Regions from separate parts of the Rattus norvegicus genome. Here region 2 is linked to region 1. The links are chromatin contacts, called in public Hi-C maps. All regions are on one chromosome and are shown on one strand. Each heading gives the region's core, a stretch centred on a gene start, on an enhancer-like site or on the middle of the called end of the contact. The rest is flanking DNA. Distances are from core to core; before and after follow the strand shown.

Region 1 (7,655 bases), core at 2,448-4,947:
GGTGTTAGAATCACAGTCAGAAGAATTATAGGACAGTACCACGAGTTCAGGAGCATTAGTATAGAGGCAGTGTTGACAACGCACCTGTCACACAGGTTAAAAAAAAGTTCAAAGATCAAGATTACAGGCCAAAGAAATGGAAATCAAAGTTAGATCCTTTTCCTGTTTGACTAATGGGATTTGCTAGTGTTGACATTCAGGGAGTTTAAAGGGGCAATACTTTAAGACTTTGTTCTTGTGGATGGCAACATTGTTGTCATCCCTCAAGGGTCTTAAAATATGCAAAGAGGCTCTAGCGCAAGGAAACAGTAATCACAGCAGTACAAATGTTTGTTCAGAGTATTACTTAGAATCACATACATACCCCAAGCAAACAAACAAACAGAAAACCCACCCCAAAATGCAAGCAAAATCAGATCTGAATACGTGACAGTAACAATTTAAATGATTATGGTACAACTAGAGAATGGAATATTACAAAACCATCAAATATGGTTTCAAATGACAGGGGAAATGCTGACAATATTAGCTTTTTAAAAAAACAGGATAAAAGCTGTTTTACAGTACTCTTCATAATTTATTAACTAAAATAACTGTAGATCTGAAAGAAAACATAGCAGACAGTTAACAATGACATCTATGAATACTAATTACGGCTTATTTTTTGATTTAAAAATATTCTTGTTTTGCAAATTTTCAACGATGAGTTTACTTTCATATTCAGGAAATCTATAGTTTCTAAGTTTAGTGATCTTTCGAGACTAATTCCACAGGCCACTGTGTTCTGAACTTTTTCCTCACTCCTCCAACCAGATATCACTTCCTTACCTGTGTCTGTTTCTCAAGGCATCTACAGTCTTTCTGGGTGTACAAACAAGTCACTAGCTTAGGTTTTGATCTATGCCTACAGGCAATTTGTCAGTTTCAGAGAAGATTCTGGAATCTATTTGGTATTATTCTAGCCGATTTCTTTAAAAATTGTTCACTGAGACTCACTGTTCCCATCTACATTTTTCTTATTCTTCATACCCTTAGCAACTGAACCTGAAAATTTCTGCACATGCATTATGACTCAAACTCGGTGCCTTGTATATGCTAGGTTGAATGTACTTTATCCACCAGGTTACTATCTGTATCTACCAGAACCAAAGCTTCATAATAATACTGATCTTAGGCAGTTTTTAACATCTAGACTACTTCCTAGTATTCGTGAAGGCTTAGTAGGTAGCGAATTCTCAAATCTCTAGAGTCCAAGTCTTACCTGTGAGCTTTAGGGTATCGGATATCTCTACTTAGATATCTTGCGGGTTACCTCAAATTCAACATGTCTCAGTACTGAATTTATGCTCTGCCCTATCCCAACTTATGTTTATAACTTCAAATATTTTTATCAATTATTTCAGAATTTCATATACACTGTGTTCAGTGTTCTGGTCATATTCACTTGCAACTCCTTCCAAATCAAACCAACCCCCTCCTATCTCCTTGTCCTTTTTTTCTTTATAACCCAATTTGTGCTATTTACTCATGGGTGCTAGGCCAATTTATGCTTCCTAACCATATTAGGTACCACTGTTATTTAATTTCACCTAAGACTGAACCTAAGGCTTACACTGATTAAATAACTTAGTCAAAGTCCAACGCCTTAGAAGGAAAGCTGAGACCCAAAGCCAGAGCTCTGCTTCTGCCATCATAACTACACTTGACCTTGACTGAGCTGAGTTTTTTATATGTATTTCTCTGCTAATCCTCCATAAAATACTCTATGATGGAGTACCTACTATCTCCATTTTTCACCTGGGGAAATTAAGTAATCTACCCCAAATCAGAGTACCTAACAATGGGCCTCAAGCTTGGTCCTTACCTTCCTCACATTCTCAGTTCTCCCTGATGTGAGTCCTATGACACTCGTCCTCGTTATTCCTTCTGCCTCCCTCCACCTGTTAGCTCTAGCCTTATTTTATCGCTAGGGGCAGGATGGGTGGGCAAGCACTGTTCTCCACCCACACAGCTCCATGCCAGCTTTGTTTACTTAATGCCTCTGTGGCTTTACTAATTCTATTGCTTTGTCGGGCTAATGCCACCCTTTCTTCATCCTCAGCCTCATATCCTTAGTCCTCTTAAACACCTCAGAACAGGACTCCCCCTTCCTGAGAAGCCTAGTTCTCATTGGTTCCCTCTCTGCCTGTGTGTTCCCCTGACTGCTTCCACAGGACCCCACACATCTCCCTCCACTGCATTTTATACTGTCATGCTGCTTCTACGCTACTTTTCCTCACCGGAGATCTATGATCACCCACATTCATACAAACACCCAATCAGTTTCTATCCCCAGTGCCTAACTTTGTTCTTAAGACACTGAGCATTCATTGAATTTTCTTTTAAACTAAGGTTAAATCAAAGTTACATGATGCTGTAACAGGGCTATGATTAATTCAGGATGCTATACATCCCAGCCTGTATGCCTTCTAAACAGATTTGCTCAGTAAATAGTTCAAAATATTGTGTACTTTTGAAATAGTTTCCCCATACAAACAGCATTATGCAGTGATATGGAAAAGGTTAAGATTTACTTTGCTACACCTAATGGTTGGGATAATAAACATTGCCACTAGTGACAACCATTAAGGTGTGTGTTGAGGGGTTGGGAGGTCCTGAAGTTTTAGTACAACCCCCTCAACCATGGCAAAGCCTTGTTAAGATTCAGAAAAGTTTGCTTTCACCAGGGTCTATGTTCATTAAGAACCAAGAAAATAACATACACTATTCTGTAGTCCACGCACGCACACACACCACACATACCAACACATGCACCCCCAACTACAGCCCTCAAATTACAGCCATTGACCCACCTCTCTATTTTAGCCTGTCTTTGAGATGCCATAGCAACGAGATTTGGATAGGCCATGGAGGAGCGAGCAGTATTATTTTCAGCTGAGTTATTCTTGGTTTGGGGTAGCTGAAACTCTGCCACATGATAGCAATGACACTGAGTTAAGAAATGTATGAAGTGTTCTCGAGCCCGCTGCAAATGATCTAGACGCTTGCTGGGGTTGACTTGTTTCATGGTGAGAGCTCCTTGCAACGCTGGTACCATCAGGTACTTCAGGTCGATAGAAGCAATCTCTTCCAAATCTTCATTTCGGCTGGAAAGAGCAAAGAGGAGGCGGTGAAGCCTGGTTGAGCGTTAAACTGTGGCCCTTGCTTCTAGGGAAGAACAGGGCTGGGAGAGAGTGGTGCAAACACATTGGCCAGGTTAAAAGAAAGTGGTTGAGCTTGCATACCCAAGGATCAGGCAGTCAGCCGTACACGAGGGGGCATTGTCCTGGGATACTAACCATCTCCGAGGAGAAGTGGACAATGGAAAGAATGCACACAGGGTGAACAAGTAGGAACTGAGCGGTTCTAGCCTTAAAGGTCCTTTCCACCCAAGTGCAATGGCTCTGCCCTTGCTAACTATTCGTTCTCTGCAGTTACTGCCCTCTCCCCCATACCTGAACAAATCAAGCTGCGATAACATTCCGGCAGCCTTCTCAAGGAGTTCTAGTCCTTTGGACACCTTATCCTGGATTGTTCGGGAGCCGGTGGGTTCAGTTGCTACTTCCAACTCCTCCAGAAGTTTCTTGCTGGTTTCGAAGAGCTCCGGAAGCCGCGGCAGCAGTAACTCTTCTTCAGACGCTGCCATCTTGTGGAAAGAAAGAAACCCGGAAGAATTTCTACCGAAGTCAAAGGTAAACTCTGTAAAGATGAGCCCCAAAGCTCTCACGACACAGGAAGCAGTACCGCATTGGCCAGCTGCTTGTTACCAAAACTTCCCAAATGACTTCTGGGAATCGCAGTTTTCTGGCCCTAGCAACCGTTTCCAGGGACTCATTTTCAGCAAGCCGCTTGTTTTAAAGTCGTTTGTGCTGTTTTACTAAAGATGGGCTCCTTGTGGCCAGAAGCGGACTTGCAAGTTCCTAGGACTCTGAGGCCCGTGAGTGGCGGGACTGATTTCCATGCTCCAGCCAGCCTGAGCAAGTAAACGTGTTCCACGCGTGGAGGACCACACGCGTGCCTTGCCTGGGAAGTCAAGTCGTTCCCGAAGTAGAGTCCTGATCGCCAGGGGCCACTCTCTGGGTTTTTGGTTCTGCTTACCATAGCGGGTATGAAGTTGCGCTCTCAACCAATGCCCGCTCTCAACCGCGCCACAGCCTTCTGTCCCCATTTAAATTCGAACGCCCTTTGGGCCAGCACCCTGTGAAGCCTTTCTCTTCGATCAGGAACATTTGAAAACTTGCAACTCCCATCTACCAACAGCCGGCTGCCATCCTTTCTTATAACTTTCTTTCCAGGTCACATTTCTAGGCAATCTTTAACTCTCACCCTGTACACTGTGCCATTCACCCAGTCCTATGGGTTTCTTCTGTGCATACATATAGCACGGACCACACTATGGCTAGCATTTTACAAAATCTATCTACCTTCCAGAATGATTCTGATCCGTCTTAGCTCCTCCTCTGGCTAGCCTTCATACTTAAGCTACCCAGAGTCATGATATAAATAGAAAAATAAAGCTATCTCTTTGGAAATCATCCCAGCTTTGCAGAATGGCGCTGTTTAATAGGTGGATGGCTACCTAGTGCTCAGATATGGTTATCTTAAATTTAGATGTGTTGTAAAAGTAAACTACACGTCAGATTTCGGTTACATAATCAAAACATGTAAACATATCTCAACGCTTTGACTACATGTTGAATAATATTTTTTGAGACAAGGTCTCATGTAATCCAGTCTGGTTTTGAAGAAGGATGACCTTTAACTTCTGATCCCACGTGCAGGGATTATAAGAAAGTGTTACCACATTTGGTTTATGTGCTGCTAGGGCTTGAACCCAGGGCTTTGTGCCTTCTACACAAGCACTCCACCAACTGTACCACACGCACCCAATAATAGTATTTTTGTATCTTCAGTTATGCATTCTTACATTTTGTTTTTAAAAATAATATGCCAACTAGTTTTTGTTGTTGTTGTTGTTGTTTTGTTGCTGCTTTGAAACAGGTTCTCAAACTTGCTATGTAGGCAAGGATGAAATTGAACTTCTGACCCTTGGTTTCCATCTCCTGAGTGATGTTTACACCTGCAAAGTAGTGCAGCAGAGTACAATCATACCTGGTTCATGCTGGGGATTGGACACAGAGCCTTGTGCATACTTACACAAGCACTCTACCAACTGAGTTACATTCCGGGTCCAATCTACAAGAAAAATGTAAAGCAAATGTATTATAAATTTATCATTATTATTTATTGTATTGTGCCTATGTTGTATGCGTACTTGGGTACACATGCCATGGCACACGTGTTGAGGGCAGAGAACAGCCTTGTAGAGTCAGTTCTTTCTTTTCATCTTTATGTGGATTCTAGGAATTGAACTCAGGTTGCCAGGTTTGTGCAGCAAGTGCCTTTACCTGCCATCTGGCTTGCACTAGCTGGTTTTGTGTGTCAATGTGACACAAGCTGGAGTTATCACAGAGAAAGGAGCCTCTCTTGGGGAGATATATCCATGAGATCCACCTGAAGGCATTTTTTCAATTAGTGATCAAGGGTGGGAGGGCCCATTGTGGGTGGTGCCATCCCTGGACTGGTAGTTCTGGGTTCTATAAGACAACAAGCTGAACAAACCAGGGGAAGCAAGCCAGTAAGTAACATCCTTCCATGGCCTCTGCATCAGCTCCTGCTTCCTGACCTGCTTGAGTGCCTGTCCTGACTTCCTTTGGTGATGAACAGCAACGTGGAAAGTGTAAGCTGAATAAAACCTTTCCTTCCCAACTGCTTCTTGGTCATGATGTTGTGACAAAGAAATGGTTGGTTAGAAAATTTAAAGTTAAATTTATGGCTCATGTGATCCTGTCGTACTGCATTAATGTAAACTATAGTTCCAGGGCTTTGAAAGAAAGGATATCATTGCTTTAGACAAATAGTTATAAATACATATCAATTCACGTCAGGCACTCTCTGAGTTGTTCTAGGAGATTTAAATTAAGTCAAAGTACATTGCCTGACCCCTGAAAATAAGGTTTTTAAGCCAAATATGGCTAAAAAGATTTTTTTTATATAAAAACAACTAGAGGGCAATATAGGACAGCATTGTACTGCAGCCAAGAAATGACAAAGCACTCCATGATTAGAAGTTCAGAAGGTTTTTAATATTTTCATTTTTATTTCTTGGGGGGGCACATATGTTATGGTGTGTGTGTGGGGGGCAATTTGTTATTTCTCTTTCTACCATGTGGGTCCTGGGAATTAAAAAAAGCAAGCACCTGTACCCATTGAGTCATCCCACTGGGCCCTCAGAAGGGCCTTCTTAGATAAGACACAGAATTTGAAAACTAGAAGGGAGTCTCAAAATTAGAAAAAAAATATGCATAAGAAATAAGTGACTTGACCAACCCATTTATGACAAGGTTAGTGTCCTCTGAGTAGTTCAGATGTTTCTGCTCATCAACCTTCAGTTGGGTAAAACTTAGAGAGATGGAGAAAGTTGGAGAAATTGCTCTTCCAGAGGACTTGAGCTCAGCTCTCAATAGCTAGGTGGCTCACAGGCTCCCACAACTGCAGTTCCAGATTATGGAACACACTCATCTTGCTTTCACGTGCACCTGACGCACGTGCGCGCACACACACACAGACACACAGACACACAGACACACAGACACACACACACACACACACACACACACACACACACACACACACACACACACACACACACAGATAGAGAAAGCCTTTCATGCAAGATAGAATGAAGACCAAGCAACCCAAAATTGAGAGGGAACCAGGGACTAAGTAGAGGTTAAAAGGTTGCCCAGCCCAATGATACTAATGACCCACCTCTTGAAACTCCTGTTTTACAACACAAAGGCTGAGTGAAGCATTTTTGAATTCTCTATTTAATTTTCTTAAACTTTGTGTCACCTTAGTAAACTGATCTTTCAGGATTAACCTTGGCCAGAAATCACAGAAAAGATAGCTATTTGTGGTGGAGACTTGGAAATTTAACTAAAGATACTTTTCTCTGCATTTTCTTGGATTAAGAAATACCTTTGCTGTTGCCTAAGCAAAAAGAATGCACACAGTTTTAATTTGGTTCTGACCTTTGCAAGCAATTTCCTTTGAAGACATTGCTAACTGCGTTCAGAGTGCCTATTATGTATTAGCGCTATCATTTACAGCATTGGATTTCATGATTATATCAACGTTTTAGAATTCATAAAAAAGTAATAAAAATGAGTTGTTTGTTGTATTTTTCTGCACAAAATACTTGATCACATTCAATTCCTGTTATGATGAGGGATTTAATACATAGCATTTATTTAGGGAAAGTTAAAAGGCCCTTAAAATTCAAGAAAACATTATGGTACTTAAACATCGTAGTAGCATAACTCTTTTCTTTCTTTTTTCTTTTTTAAATTAATTTTATTTATATGAGTACACTGTACTGTCTTCAGACACACCAGAAGAGGGCATCAGATCCCATTATAGATGGTTGTGAGCCACCATGTGGTTGCTGGGAATTGAACTCATAACCTCTGGAAGAGCAGTCAGTGCTCTTAACTGCTGAACCACCTCTCCAGCCTGCATAGCTGTTTTCTAAGGCACTTTTTAGAGAGGTCTAC
Region 2 (7,655 bases), core at 2,222-4,721, 250 kb before region 1:
GCAGTGGAGGAAACCATAGAAAACAGAAAGATGGTATAAATGTAATAGAACAAGTAGGGCATGTTTCAGCCCCAGCAAACAGAAGAACTTGACATCTTCAGCCACATGGTTCTGGCTTTAGAGTTAAGGATAGAAGAAAGGGGCTATGGAATCTCCCTCTGTGAGGAAGGAAAGGATAGCCGTGTGCTCTTCCATGGAGGCCCAGAGAGGCCCGTATGTGAAGCTGTAAAGGAAAACCTAGCTTGCCTTGGAGACCTCAAGATGTTGGAGATGCTAGACTCATAGGATACCTGCTGAGAAAACCTGCTACAAAGGAATAGAACCATTACAGGAGAAAGAAATGTGTTGCAGCCAACAAAGCTGAAAAGAGTTGGACATCACACACGGAGATGAGGAGTTTGGAGTGTGCCCAGCTTTCAGTCTTGCTTTGGTCCACTATTTCCTCATTATGATCCCCTTCCTTCCTTTTGGAGTGGTAACATGCATTCTGTGCCATTGTATGTTGAAAGTATGTGATCTGTTTTTTCATTTTGATTTTGTAGGGGCTTAAATTTAAAAAATTGCTTTGAGTCTCAGAAGAGACTTTGAACTTTGGACTTTTAAACAGTGTTGAGACTGTTACAGACTATGAGGGGTTTTGACATTGGACTAAAAATACTTTTTCATTATGATATGGCTATAAGCCTATGGGGGACAGGGAGTGGAATGTGGTTGTTTGAATAAGCATTAACTCCCACAGGCTCATATATTTGAATGCTTAGTCACTGGGGAGTGACGGTATTTGAAAGGATTAGGAGGTATCACCCTGTTGAAGAAAGTGTATCACTCTTTTCCTCCTGCCTGCAGATCTGGATGTAAAGATCTTAACTACTTCAGCATAATTTCTGCCTGTCCGCCACGATGCTTTCCACCATAACAATGGACTAAACATCTGAAACTGTAAGCCAGCCCCAATTATAAGAGTTGCCATGAGGGTTGGGGATTTAGCTCAGTGGTAGGGCGCTTGCCTAGCAAGTGCAAGGCCCTGGGTTCGGTCCCCAGTTCTGAAAAAAAAAAGAAAAAGAAAAAAAAAAGAGTTGCCATGCATGGTGTCTCTTCACAGTAATAGAACTCTGACCAAGACATAGGTTAGAAGAACACATTGGATGCCCTGCAACTGGATGGGTGTGATCGACTTTATCCATGTTGGGAACCAAACCTGGGTCTTCTGTAAGAAAAAATATTCTTTTATTTCCCTCCATCTTTATTAGCTTGGGTATTTCTTATTTACATTTCAAATGTTATTCCCTTTCTCGGTTTCCAGGCCAACATCCCCCTAACCCCTTCCCCTCTCTTTCTATATGGGTGTTCCCCTCCCCATCCTCCCCCCATTACCACCCTCCCCCAACAAGAAAAAATATTCTTTTTTTTCTTTTCTTTTTTTCGGAGCTGGGGACCGAACCCAGGGCCTTGTGCTCGCTAGGCAAGCGCTCTACCACTGAGCTAAATCCCCAACCCCGAAAAAATATTCTTAATCACTGAGCCATATCTCAGTGTGTGTGTGTGTGTGTGTGTGTGTGTGTGTGTGTGTGTGTGTGTGTAGATTAGAGGCCACCTTTTGGGAATTGTTTCTATCCTATCACCTGTGTTCCAGGAACTGAACTTGGATTGTAAAGCTTGACAAAAAAAAAATGCCTTTACCTGCTTGAATCATTTTGCTACCCTGTCTTTTAAAAAGGGAGAGGGTTGTTTTTATTCACGTGTATGTTTGTGCATTTATACACATATATGTGTGGCAGGCTTCAGGGACCAGAAGAGGGTGTTGGATACCCTAGAAAGGGAGGTACAGGAAGCTGTGAGCCACTCAGCATGAGTACTAGGAAGAAAACTTGGGTCCTCTGGAAGATTAGCAAGTGCTTCTAACAGCTGAGCTGTCTCTCCAGCTCCATCCTTCTCTGTATTTCTAATGAATCTGTGTAAAATCCCTTTAGATTCACTGTGTCTCTCTCTACTATACAGGCACTCTGACACTTAGAACAGTTTTGGTTGACAAGCCTCGGAGGAGGTCAGTAACATCGAGATGCTTTGACACTTAACTGGGAAATCTGCCAACTGCTAGTGCTCCCGTCTGAGGCCCCAGGGAGACAGGCGCCCCCTACCGGTTTGACGCAGCCCCAAAGCACAGGCAGGCGGCTGCGGTTGCTAGGCGACCAGGCAGCCTGAACAGAGCCAGAGAGATTGAGCAGTTGGGGGGAATTTGTAAGCACAGAGACCGTTTCTCTCTCCTTCCACTGCCTCTCCAGCGCCCTCGCCAAACAAATTAGGATAAGTCAGCACTGTTCACTGCTGTCTCATAATCTGAGCTCATTCTTGAAAATAGAGCTTTAGCAGGTGACCTCAGGCTTTGTGTGTGGAGAGGCAATGTCTTTTGGCCCACACATAGTTTCATCTAGGGGCCAGATAAGCAGGTTGCTGATGGCAGAAGTTTCCCATTTTCAAGGGGTGAAGGATGAAGACTGCTGATTTTAACAAAGGGAATTCTAGAAAAATTGAGAGTGGGTGGGAATAATTTTGATTAGTTCAGTGAAGTATCAAGATTTGCCCACCATTCTTGACGTGTGCCTCAGGAAACTCCTACTTTAGCCCATTACAGTAAAGGCTCAAAGGGAATGACAAAACCTAAAGGATTATATACACAGGTGACTCTTGAGTTAGGTTTCTCTGTGGAGAAGTGGAAAAGCTATCATCGGTGAAAAAGCAGACCCCTTTGAGTAGGGACAGAGTCCAAGAAGTGCAGAAGAAGTACAAAGAATGAGAGGAGGGTAGACCTGGAACTTGGAAACTTCTTGGCTCTGTGCCACCTTTCCTAGGATCATGCTGAAGTGCCCTGTCGTCATGAGGTCTCCAGGGACCAGGAATTCTCAGATTTCCCTTCTAGTAAGCTAGTAATCTGTGTAACCTGGGAGTAAGCCCATGCAGGCCAAGGCCACTCCACAATAACTTCTTCACTGAGACTCACATATGCCCTCTAAGTTAGTACAACAAAACCTTCATTGTGGTAGAGCCCCAATCCATAGCAAGAACCGGGAAGAGCTGTACCCAGGATTGTGCTTACAGGCTCTCCCTTGGGTGATACTAGGTTGAGGTACCTTGCAGCTGGAGAGCATTTGTCCTGGTCACTGTCTCTATCCACTGCAGCTTTACAAAACAGGATGGCAGGGGAGGCTCCTTGCTCCCCATGTTTCCAAATTGAACTGGGTCGGGGCTGTGCCTTGGCTCTATTAATAGCCCCCTAACCCAGCCTGCTAGCCCCAAACCCAGATGCCAGGAACTGTGAGTCAGCAGCTAAAAATAACGAGCAATTGCACCCAAAATCCAAAGAGCAGCTCCCCTTGGCCTTCTGCCCTCAAATTTTGGTCAGTCTTAGTCTCCAGTCCTGGGTCTCATGAATGTTCAGTGCCTACAGCAGTCTGATCTTCCTAGGAGGGAGAGTTTGCGGTGGCCAGCTCAGAATTCAGTACACAAAGCTAGGAGCTAGGAACGCGGTCTGAATTGGTGCTGGAGCTCTGGGAATCTGGACGCTGGGAGTTGGAGTTAGAGAACTGCAGCCAGAACTGTGTGGCTGGAGGTGGATGGTATACGAAGAGGAGGGGAAAGGGAGGGAGATGGGAGGGGGAGGGGAGGGGGTGGGAGGGGGAGGAGAAGAGAGAAGAGGGAAGGGAAGGGAAGGGAGAAGGGAAGGGAGAAGGGAAGGGAGAAGGGAAGGGAGAAGGGAAGGGAGAAGGGAAGGGAGAAGGGAAAGGAGAAGGGAAGGGAGAAGGGAAGGGAGAAGGGAAGGGAGAAGGGAAGGGAGAAGGGAAGGGAGAAGGGAAGGGAGAAGGGAAGGGAAGGTAAAAGGGGAGGAGAGGGTAGGGATGGGGAGGGGTGGGAAGGGGAAGGAAAGGAAAGGAAAAAGGAAAGGGAAAAGGAGAAAGTGAAGAAACTGCAAGGTAAGAGCCTGGGCAACTGACAAGGGCAGAAAAAAAAAAGTGTGCGAGATGGGAAGCAAGTATATGCCCAAGTATATGTCAAGTATATGTGAGGTACAGCACGCAGTACCTGACAGGCTGGGGGCTCCAAGAGCTGAGGTCAGTAGTCGGCTAGACTGAGGAGTGGGATTGGGAAGAGGGAAAGGTAATAAAGGAATGCAGTTTGAAACACAGCGTGATCTGTTCAGTTTAAGGCAACATGAACCTTCAAAGGGCCTGGCCAAACAGCAGTCTTGGCTTTGGCTCCTCCAGCCCTGCCATGCCTGCCTGGGTCGGATGTGTGTCCGAATGGAGAGTGAGGGGGGGCGGCGATGAAAGAGTGGGGTGTGTGTGTGTGTGTGTGTGTGTGTGTGTGTGTGTGTGTGTGTGTGCGCGCGCGCGTGCGTGTGTGTGTGTGTGTGTGTGTGTGTACGCGCACGCGCGCGCGTGAGTGGAAGTCTGGGGCCGCGCACGCGCGCGCGCTGCCACTGCAAATTCAAACTCGCCTCCATCCACAGAAGACCTTAAGTGTTCAGAGGCATACTGGGAATTGTAGTTTCTACGGCTGCCAGTAACCAAGGTGGGGAGGGGGACCAGAGAGGTAGGGTCTTGTTCTGAGATGCTAATGCTGCTCCGAGTCCTGATCTTGCGGGAGAGAAGGAATCGAGGACTTTTTGCTGTCCTGACTAAAATATTAATTTGACTGGCATCTGAGTCTAGTCAGGAACTGGGATGAACAACCGTGTAATGAAGGATTGCAGGGTCAGCCACAGAGCCCATACTTGTTCCAGCTTTTTTTCTTCCCACTCCCTTTCTACCTGCTTTACCATCACCAGGTCAGCTCCGCTCTGGCCTTCTCAACTTTTAGTTTTACAAGCAACAACGTAATGAGGAATTTGCTCCTCAAGGAAAAGGCTAGCTTGAACCAGACCCTACACCAATCCCAGAAAGAAAGAAAAAAAAGAGAGTGAAAATCAGACCTTGCTCTCAGAGTCTGAAGTCAAGGACTTAAGTTCCGAACACACAAGGAAAAGTGGTGGCATTCATAAGTATGTTCACCTTATCCAGGGATCCAGACCTCTCAGGGCGAGAGACCACAAGGTGGAGCTACAACGCAACCCCTGCATAAAGCTCCTGGGCCACCCGGCCGAGGCAGTTGCCACTACTCTCCAGGAGGAAGGGTGGCTGTTATTCCTTCCACGTCCCGCCCGCAAATCTCCTCATGATGACATCTCAATGTCATTTTACATCCAGTTCCGGATGGAAAAAAGCATCCTTCCAACTCTGGCATCGAAATGATTAGACTGTGACCAAATGACAATTAAAAATTCATTGAATAACAGATTAACAGGCAAGACACAGGAACCATTGACTGCTCACAACAAAAACCTACCGTAGACACAATATTACATTGCTAAATGAGGTTTTTTCACTCCCAGCCTGTAGGCAGAGAAGAAGCTGAATTGTGACGGTGAGGAGAGAAGGCATGGAGTGTGGACAGTCTTCATCATCTTAAGAGTTCTTCGAGAAAGGTCATTGTGGCCAAATTTCCTTCAGTCATCATTCTGAGCTATCTCACCCTGACACACCCTGCATCTTCTATCCAAGTACATGTGCACACAAGCCTAATGCATTATCTTGGCAATCTCTCTCACTTCCTTGCTTTAATTTCATTTTGGGAGTAACTTCTTGTCAGTCACTGTCTTTCCAACTAATTCATGTCAAAACACCAAAGGCAGCAAATTCCATGGCAGCTTGAGACATACCCACCATCTGGACAGAGGGCCCTCTTAGTTCAAAATCTTCTGTTTGCAATGCTCCCTCCTCCAAACTTTTAATTCCAGGACATTCCACTTCAGCTCCTGTCCTTCCCATTGACCAGTGCACACAAGTCTTAGACAGCAGCTGGTGGGGACCTGGGCCCAGAATTCACTCTGAGGTGAAATTATTGATCTTGGTCAGTAGCACTGCTGTTTCTAAGCCTAGAGAAGTGGGTAAGAGATGGCTCATGTAGGGAGTGAAGCCAGGGGAAATTAGGAGGGGAAAATAAGAAAGGAAGGGAAAGTGCATTCTTACCTGTTCTGCTTCTCCCAGCACATCTCCTGGAGGGGGGGGAGGGGAAGGGAGGGAGGGAGGAAGGGAGAGAGAGAGAGAAAGAGAGAGAGAGAGAGACTTTTTGTTGAGAGTTCCACTAACTTGTAGTAAGACTTTCCAACCCAGGGTTTTTCCAAACTGCTTTCCCCAGGGTCAAAATTTGGAACGGACAAAATCTTAATCCCAGGCCACATGTGGAGTCAGACTCAGCCTTTTTACTTGGGGCCTGGGGAAAGTGCCCAGGAGACCAAGGCAAAAGCACTCACCCTCGGAGGAGGAAGATACTCAAAAGTAGCAGAATGGAGGCACAGTCGGTGATGACCCATATCATTAAGTACTTCTGAGGGGGCTATGGAAATAGAAGAGACCCATGAGCGGCCAGGAACCCCAAGAGTTTCATATGGGTAAATAAGTATGGAAAAGGACAGGTTTAAGGAGAATAAGAGATGGGACATGAGGGACAGTGACAGTTCTAGAGTCCTTACAATAAGCCAGAGCGGGTACTGCATCTGCTGCAGCAGTTGGCAGTCATTGGTGGTGACGGAATCTACCCCTGCACACCAGAGCAGGGAGAAGAGCCAGGGTTTGTTCACAACAAACAGGTTCACAGAGACATTATCCTGGTGCAGTGCCCTGTGGAAGCGGGGGGAAATGGGGGACATCCAGAATTTGCCCAGCTTATGTCTGAGACTCTCTGCCTTAGATCCATCCTCTTTTATGCAGATCTCTGCAATGTAGAATAATAATACAACGCTTCTCATGGTCTACAAAGCACTAACGAGCTTGATCCCTGTCTATCTTTCCAGCTTCCCCTTCCTTTTTCTTGCTTGTTATTCTACCCTTGCTTCTTCTGTTTTGCCCATAGTTCGCTCCTTGTAATCAATCATCTGGTGCCCAACTCAGTCATCAGTGCTCCTCACAGCAAACCCCAATCACGACTATGCCGTGTTTTCACAGTATCACCACCCAGCATAAATTAGGTGATTTATTACCTATAACTTTGGCTAGTTCCTAAATTCCGTGAAAGCCAGGACCTTTCCCATTTTATTCACATTTATTTAAGTCCACAATAAATACTGCATGAGTTATAGCAATCATCCAGTAGATATGCATTGTGGGAATGCATGAATGAAGAGCTTTCGCACCCCCTCCCTGCATGGGTTCTTTCCTGATAGTCAAGCTTGGGGCCCTTTTTATTCCTTTCCTTGGCACTCACTTGATATCCAACACAGGCAGGTCTTGGTAGGGGAGGTTGAGAAACTGGGGCCTCTCAGTCCCGTTGCTACCCCGATATCCATATATCTGGCGCATTCTGGGAGCCCGTTGTTGCACAGTAGCACGGTCTTCATCCGGGAGCCAAAGAACCTGTGGTTCAGGGACAGTGAGTGTAACATAATGTTAAGGGAGCCCTAGGGATTCCGGGGATAGGTGCAGAGAGGTTTGGCTACAGAATGGGGTATGTGAGCAGGGGTAGGAAGGTGAGGGCAAGAGGCAGCCTTGAAATCATCATGCTCTAAAGAAGGTAGGATGGGAAGAGGGGCCAAAAGCGAGGTGCTTTGGGAACCCTGGATAACA

What was found. Hi-C and Micro-C count contacts between places; a contact is called where the count stands out from the background.
Region 2: a contact with region 1 is called in a Hi-C map of liver, with 4 times the contacts expected there. The contact joins the enhancer-like site here to the promoter of Igbp1 in region 1.

Annotation. Positions count from the first base shown.
Region 1 is chrX:69,618,967-69,626,621 of GRCr8, reverse strand. Igbp1 (immunoglobulin binding protein 1) reads right to left here and starts at 3,697. Exons shown (of 6, transcript NM_031624.3): 1 at 3,495-3,697; 2 at 2,853-3,146. The coding sequence starts at 3,685.
Region 2 is chrX:69,873,062-69,880,716 of GRCr8, reverse strand. It overlaps Gdpd2 (glycerophosphodiester phosphodiesterase domain containing 2), which reads right to left. Exons shown (of 16, transcript NM_001106944.1): 12 at 7,297-7,445; 13 at 6,566-6,713; 14 at 6,347-6,429; 15 at 6,063-6,088; 16 at 5,298-5,968. The coding sequence ends at 5,916. Among named protein-coding and RNA genes, the nearest start is that of Gdpd2, 10 kb to the right of the region's middle. Within about 2 kb of position 3,471, at least 31 of the 93 cell types and tissues checked have an H3K27ac peak or open chromatin away from gene starts, as enhancers often do. A contact at or near this core is called in liver, where this site is marked.